2 separate regions of the Sus scrofa genome follow, and region 1 is linked to region 2. A link is a contact called in public HiChIP or PLAC-seq data. All regions are on one chromosome and are shown on one strand. The core of a region is the stretch at or near the end of the contact, and the rest is flanking DNA. Distances in the headings are between cores, read along the strand shown. Region 1 holds the start of CERS5 (ceramide synthase 5). Region 2 holds the start of SMARCD1 (SWI/SNF related, matrix associated, actin dependent regulator of chromatin, subfamily d, member 1).

The links. HiChIP or PLAC-seq counts read pairs in DNA pulled down with a chosen protein or histone mark.
Region 1: a contact with region 2 is called in an H3K27ac HiChIP or PLAC-seq map of skeletal muscle. The contact joins the promoter of CERS5 here to the promoter of SMARCD1 in region 2. A contact is called at or near these places in 5 of 5 promoter capture datasets (fetal liver, fetal skeletal muscle, liver and 1 more), 31 of 47 Hi-C or Micro-C datasets (adipose tissue, alveolar macrophages, blood and 15 more) and 2 of 2 datasets of contacts at active chromatin or transcription factors (alveolar macrophages and skeletal muscle).

The regions. Positions count from the first base shown.
Region 1 is chr5:16,067,680-16,071,538 of Sscrofa11.1, reverse strand. It overlaps CERS5 (ceramide synthase 5), which reads left to right and starts at 1,436. Exons shown (of 11, transcript XM_021091643.1): 1 at 1,436-1,787. The coding sequence starts at 1,591.
Region 2 is chr5:15,990,927-15,994,607 of Sscrofa11.1, reverse strand. It overlaps SMARCD1 (SWI/SNF related, matrix associated, actin dependent regulator of chromatin, subfamily d, member 1), which reads right to left and starts at 1,830. Exons shown (of 13, transcript NM_001244613.1): 1 at 1,625-1,830; 2 at 785-972; 3 at 494-536; 4 at 275-397. The coding sequence starts at 1,801. ASIC1 (acid-sensing ion channel 1) reads right to left here. Exons shown (of 12, transcript XM_021091640.1): 12 at 3,317-3,681.

The DNA.
Region 1 (3,859 bases), core at 187-2,686, 77 kb before region 2:
TCTGATTTGACCCCTAGCCCAGGAACTTCCATATGCCAAAGATGCAGCTGTATTTAAAAAAAAAAAAAAAAAAAAAAAAGAAAGGAAATGAGAAATGCACATTCATGCACCCTACTCTGAACCTCCTGAATCTTTGGTTGGGGCCCAGAAAACTTAGCAAACTCACCATGTGAGAGAAGGGACAAGCTAATGTCTGAGCTGTGGCAAACGAAGTTTTGAGAATCACTGAACTAAAAAGCAAACTTCTAGTCCACTCCTTCAAATGGCTCCTTTTTTTTCTTTTCCTCTTTTCCCTTTGAAACTATCTTCTGCTGTAAGCCTGCCTGCTAGTATAAAGATACTCTATCTGTCCTTGGACAAGATTAGTTCTTTGATCTTATTTCAGATCATTCTAGGTAGCTGTAGTAATTAAAATTGTAGCCAGGTTTTAACAGAGGGCACCCAAGGTTCACTGTTCTCCAGCAGCTGAGGAATAATTTAGAGTTCAGTGTTTTAAAGGTTTCTTGTCTATGGCTCCCCTTTACTGTTTATGTAGAGCCACAAAAGAATTCAATGTTCAGTGTGGAAATCTAAAACTAAGGAGGTTTATAGGATAAGGGCCCAGGGTTCTGGAATCTAGAGACTTTGTTCAGAAGCCCCAGCTCTACCACTTGTATATAACCTTGGACAAGCTGCTCTCTGGACTTCAATTTACTCATCCATAAAACAGTAAATAAAACAACACCTACTTCATAGAATGAGGAAGTTAAATGTGGAAAATATTTAGTGCACTACCTGGCATATAATAAACCTCATTAAACAATGGCCGTCTTCTACTTTTTCTTTTATATTTTCCTTTGAATAGCTTTCATTTCCTTTTTTGTTTTTTGTTTTTTTTCCATGAGAAGAATAAAAGAATTTTTTTAAAGTCCACTTTAAGGGATAATGAAAGGGGGCTGAGGTCATGAGGGGCAGGAGGGGAGAAAAAGGTTGGGAGCAAAAAGAACGCTGCTAGTAGGCAGTACCAGCTGAGATGGCGATAAACCCTAGTGAGAGAAGGGGGTTGGGAAGGAAGAGGGGGAAAGACGGATAGACACAGACAGACAGACAGACACACCACAACACCACACACACCACACACCACGTATGGCCTTCCAGCGAACCGGAACAGCTTTGAGCTGGCTGGACTGAAAAAGAAGAACATCCCCATAAGGGAGCTATGCCTGAAATACCGGGTGTAGCTGTGGCTAGACAGAAGAGTGAGCGAGGAGAAGCTTTACCGCAACCTGTAGCAAAAAAGGACGGGATCACTGTGGAGGCGTGGCCAGGGCTGGGTGAAGGCGGGGCGGGGAGGGCGTGGCCGAGTCGGAGGGCGGGGTCCCAAGGAGAGGCGGCTGGGGAGGCTACGGGGAGGGAGGTGGGCGGGGAGGCAGGGTGGGCGGGACAGAGGCCCGGCCCCGCGAAGGAGTCGGGCTGGAGTGCGGGTCCTAGAAGGGGCCGGAAGGGGGTGGCCGCCGGCCCGGCCCCGCCCCGGGGCCGCCTCCTCGCGGGTTCCGTTGGCTGGGGCGGCAGCTGAGCCTGTGGCGGCAGTGGCCGCGGGGTGGGCGTAAGATGGCGACAGCAGCGGCGGGAGCCCTGGGCCTGCTGTGGGGCTGGCTTTGGAGTGAGCGCTTCTGGCTGCCCCAGAACGTGAGCTGGGCCGACCTAGAGGGGCCGGGCAACGGCTACGGCTACCCGCGGGCCCGGCACATTCTCTCCGTGTTCCCACTGGCGGCGGGCGTGTTCTCCGTGAGGCTGCTCTTCGAGCGGTGAGAGACCGCGGGCGAACGGCGCGAAGGGCCTGGGGCGCGGGCTGGGAAAGCCTGCCCGGGGGAGAGACGGAGGCCAAGGACCGGAAGCAGAACTGCTGGGAAAGCCCGGAAGCAGGGGGCTGGGAGAGCCTGGGCCGCCGCGCGGGATGCTCGGAGGGTGGCCGAGGTAGTCGTGCAGCCTAGGTAAAGGCAGGGAGTTCGGGGCGTGGACATTGAAAGTGTCAGAGTCGAGGGGGACGCTGGGCCCATTCAGTTTTGCAGCCCGGAGGTCACTTGGGGCGGGGGGGGGGTTCATAGGCCTCTCCCCAACCGCCAAGGATTCTGCAGACCAGGAAGCAGATTGAGTGTGAGCTGTGGCCGAGGGCCCGAAGCAAGAAACAAGAAAGGGCCAAGAGAACCAGAACTAGTTGGGGCCAGGGAAGCTGCAGGGTCAGCGCAAGGAGCCAGACGTTCCAAGTCGAAGGAGCACGTTCGTGGGAAGCTAAGATTTGTGAGGACACTGAGAGTTGAGGGGTACAAGATTAGTTAGGCCTTAAGCCTTGATTCATCAGTTCATGGCCGCGTGTGTGTGTGCTTCTCAATAAAATTCAGCTGGATCCTGTAAGAGACTAGAACCCTGTAGGGATAGGGTTAGTTGCAGAACAGGCCTTGGAGGCCTGAAATGGAAGGAGGAGTGGTCATCTTCAAAGGATGGAGAGCCTTAGGGCCTATAAGAAGACAACTGTATTGAGCAAGTTTCTAAGGGACAATGTGTTCTTGGCAAAAGTGTTTTCACTTGTCTTTGATTGAGTGGCTCGTGTCTGCTGTCTAAAATAAAGGTATTCACTGATAGGATGATTTTGGTCTGCTCCATGTTACAGGAAGAGTGACTTCTTTCCGGATAGGTCTCAGATAATGAGGATAATGAGGATGGCACTTGGACATCTTTTGTTCATTTGGCTTTTATCAGAGAGTCCCCTTTTGAGGATGGGAATGTATTGCCATAGATAGATAATAACCTGTTACTGGAGTTCCCGTCATGCGTGGCTTAGCGGTTAACAACCAGACTAGCATCCGTGAGGACATGGGTTTGATGCCTGGCCTTGCTCAGTGGGTTAAGGATCTGGCGTTGCCGTGAGCTGTGGTGTAGGTCACAGACGCGGCCCAGATCCCACATTGCTGTGGCGTAGGCCAGGGAATACAGCTCGGATTGGACCCCTAGCCTGGGAACCTCCATATGCCGGGGGTGCGGCCCTCAAAAGACAAGTAATAACCTGCTGCTGTCTGAAAAATTAATATTATCTGTTTGAATTACTTCTTTTATTCGCCTCCTATTTCTGGCACAAATCTTTCAAAAAATATGTGTTATGTGTTGCCCACCATTCATCCATTTATTCACAGTGATTGTGCATTGTCATCAAAGTGGTTTGCCAGACATTCAGGTGTAAAACTAAAGATGCTTTTAACTGAAGCAAATGCAACCCAAAGATCTAAATGCCTTTTCTGGGTCCCCAGGAACTTAGTGTTGCAGTATTTTTAAGTATAGTCATTGTATTAAGTATTCCTGGGGTGGAGGCACAAACCACTTGTCAGTCTTAGGAGGAACCTAGATCTGGGCAGTCTCTATCTGTGAGAGCTGAAAAAAACAGAAAGGCAATGTAATGATTGAATAGGAAAATACACAATTCGGGAGAGAGGGGGAAAAAGTTCATTGTCCTAGGAAAAGATTCTTTTCTTTCATGTGAATATATGTTTTGGAAATTTCCCCAAGTTAGTGGTAAGAGGAAACAGCTTGTTGCTTATAAATACTTTATGTAAACTTGCATGTGTCTTCAAATTTGCGAAGAGATCCCCAGGTAACCCTGACAGAGCCACAGAGCCACTGGAAAGGATCCTTTTAACCTTGGGGACTCTATCTGAATGTTTCTATGGTGCTCTGGTGTCAGGGGAGGTGTGGATGGGAATACTGATCAGAAAGCATTCTAGTATGGTATTCCTTGGCTAGAAAGGACAGGTACCTCATGAGGTTCACCTCATGTTGGATCCTAGAAAAGTTTAACCTTAAAAGCCCTCTTCCTATTTTGTTTCTC
Region 2 (3,681 bases), core at 581-3,080:
GTCATGCGAGGTGCCAGGTTCCCAAGGTGACAGAGCAGTTATAGCAAAAACACCAACAGAGTATATTTCTGGTGCAAGAACTACCAAAAGCCCCTCCCCCTGAGCTGTTCTGTTCTTATGCTTCTAATGTAATTCTCGGTTTGTAGGCGGAAGGGAGAGATGTAATTTAAATGCCAAGGAGAGCGGCGCTATGCCTTTGATTTCTCATCCTTAGCCTGCTGAAGGTTCCCGAGTCCTCTCCTTTGGCTCTCTGCCTAGCACTCTCCTGCGTTACCTTGATGGGACGCTTCAAGGCCTCCTGGATATCTAGCCGTTTCCTCATGATAGTCTGGTCCAGTTTCCTTTCAAAAGCCAAGAGATCCATATAGGCCTGGGATTCTGGTACCAGTTCACGAATCTGAGGAACAGAAAGGTATCATTGGGATCTAGAGCTGGCCATCTCTCTTCTCCAACTCAACACACCCTCAAGAAGACCTATACAGCCTGGACTCACCCTTTGAGGTAGAATTTTGTCAGCCATCTTCTTTTTCTTTGCACTGTTTGGAATAAATACTGTTATCAGGTTGGGATGGAACTAGCCAGAACATGAAGACAGGCTGTCAGCACCTCCATTTATAGTCAAGAGAAAGAACCGCAAAGCTTCTCTCAAATCAAAGACACCCCCCACCCCCACCAAACACGAAACAGTCTCCACTGTCTGCTGACACAGCGTCGTCACTTCTTGCTTGAGGTACTCCCACCACCTGTGTCCGCCCTCCCGCTCTCCACCCTGGGGTCATCTTACTTGTGGTTCCGATTTTGGACCGCCTGTTGCTGGACCTGCTGGATCTGCTGAGGTGCAGGTCTCTTGCGGGACTGGTCCATCCCTGACTGGGCCAGGCCAGGTCGGACTGAAGGGTTCCCCCCATAGCCAGGGGGTCCCATGGAAGGTCCCTGAGGTGTCATTCGGCTGCCTGGTAGCATACCTGGTCTCTACAGAGGGGAGAGGACCCAGAGATGTCATGGCTTCCCTTGCAAACCCCACCAGGAAAGGGAAAGTGGGGGAAGCCTGAGTTCTCTGAATCGAACCAGGCTGGGGGCATGGGGGGTGGGAGAAGACCCCTCTACCTCTTTGAAATATAGATCACTGGAGCTTCCTCTGCTCCACTTGTGATCCCACAGGGGACTCCAGCCCAAAGCTAAGAGAGCAGATTATACTCAAATTCTCCCCAGTCTAGTTTGTATCTGCCATTGGACATCTCCTCTGCTCCCAGTACTCAGACAGCACAGCCAGCTACCATCTCCTCAAAAGCTGACCTCAATTTGCCAGGTACACCTTCTGTGCTCCTCTGGGCACTGGAGCTGCCTAAGCCTTTTTGCACTCCAACTCTCACAAGCCCACCCTTGGCCCCGCTTCGTTCACCCTGGTTCTACACCCCGACTCCCCAAGGAAACAATGCCCCTACGAGCTGGTGGGGATGCTAACCGCCTCCCCTCCCTTCCGCGCACTGCCTCCCCCGACCCTCCCTCGCGAACCGAATCCCTCCCAGGGGAGTCCCTCCTACTCCTCCCCCCACCCCGTCACTCCCAGGCCCCCGCTCGGCCCCGCCCCCGGCCCGCGCGCCCCTCCTCCTGCCCCACTCACCGGATAGGCCGCTCCGGGCATCGGGGAGCGGTACAGCCCTTGACCCGGCGCCGGGCCCATTCGCACCGGAGGCCCCGGAGTCCCGCCCGGGCCCAGGGCAGCCGCCGCGCCCGCCCCGCCTGAAGCTCCGGCGCCGCCACTCGGAGCCACAGACTGGAAACCCGCCCGGGCCGCCATCTTTCCCGGAGCCGCTGCTGCAGCTGCACAAAGAACCGGAACCGGAACTCCCCCCGCCCCCGCGCGCCCCCAGCGCGCCCGCCTGTCCGCCCGGCCGGCCCGCCGGCACGGGAGGCCCAGGGCAGCGAGACTGTGGGCTAGAGGGGGGCGACGAGCGGAAAAAGCGTGCTGACCACTCCCTCCAGCCTTCGCGGTCCGGCAGGGAACACCATCGAGAAGAGCTCTGGGATAGAGAGGCCCGTGAGCGGGCGCCCCCAGGCCGGCGGGAGGAAGACAAGGACCTGGAAAGGGGGACCACAGCACCGTCCCAAAGCTCTGATGAAGAGGGTGATGGAGTAACTGCTTCATCTGGGCGCAGGGCGTTTTAACTTTCCAAAGCGCGTGTTTCTTTTCCTTCTCCTCCGGCTCTAAGCCCAGGAGCCGAAGAGGAGGACGCACCTTTCCATTTTGCAAACAGGAGAGGTGAACTCGAGAGGAAATGACTCGGTGTAGTCAACCAGCAAGTTAACGCGAAAGCCAAGGCTTAGAATCCAGGTCTGGCTCATAGCCCAGGGCTCATGCCACAGATAAAGTGCCTCAATAACTACCTAATGCTAGAACTTCAACCCAGCCTTTCCCCTGACCTTTAACCTAACCTGCTTCCAGATTTTAAGTATATTTTGAAGTTTGACCCCACGCCGTCTCCAAAGCCTCCTTTGTACTAGGATTTCTCTTTGGGATCTTTGTTAACCTTTGATCTCTTCCTCTTTCCCTGCCCAGTGGTTCAAACCATTTCTGGTGTGATGGTCAGCTTGTCCCATCCCAGGACCAGCGTATCCCTGCTCTGGCTCCCTTACTCCTCCCCTGATTGGCCCCAATCCAAGGTCAGCTCTTAGTAGGAAGTCCTACATACTATTCAAATAAGAGAAGAACGACACTGAAGAGGAGATGGTTGAAACCCAGTTTATTAGACCAGAGACATGCGTCACCCATAGCCCTGCCTGCTGTTCCCCATCTGGTGCACACCCTTTGGCCTTGCTCCTGCTTCCCTCTGGAGAGGTCTGATCTCCTAGGAGTTCCCAGGAACCCAGAGTTCCCAAAGATCCTACAGCCTCACCCTGCAGCTCCAGGTCAATGCACAGGTGACCTGCCACAGGTCTTGTTCTGGGGGTGGAGACTGAGAGACAGCTGGGCAGAGAAGGCCTGGGAAGAGGCAGCGCTCTGGCCTGAGGGGAGCGCCTGGTGGAGGAGGCACGGCAGGTCCTTGGCCTCACAGGTTTCTCATTAAAGTAGGAAGGGAGGGACAGAACGGCAGAGTTTTAACTTCCCCTCTAGGCCTGTCTCTTTCCTCCCGCTACCAAACCATACCTTACCAGAAAATATAAGTGGTGGGCTTGGGTATTAGGTGAGCAAAGGGGCCTGGGCAGCCAGGAGGGAAAGGCCACTGACTAAAGACCTCAGCTGCCACCTGTCAGCACCCTGCTGCTTCAGCTGCAGGGGTCCCCAACCCTCAGCTCCCTCTGTCTTTGCCACCCCTTGACGTATTGTGCGGAAGAGATCTCCATCCCATGGGAGGGGGCTCTCTCAGTAGCAACCCCCTTCCCTGGAGAGGTCACAGTCAGCCAGGCAAAGGACACTGGGGTGGGTGGAGCAAGGGAGGGAATGTTAAGGCTGCAGGGAGGGCAGAGGGTGCCCAGGTTAGGGGGAGAGGGTGAGGCCAGAAAGAGGCAGAGCTTGTAATTCACAGCTTCCTTTATGTCACCACCGAGACAGTGCGAAGGTTACAATGCGCGTGTCGTCTCCTTGTGCTTCTTAGAGGGATGTGTGTACACAGTACAGACACCAGGGGAGAGTCCAACTCTTTATACAGGCGAAGGCATTCAGAGACCAGGGACGGGGTG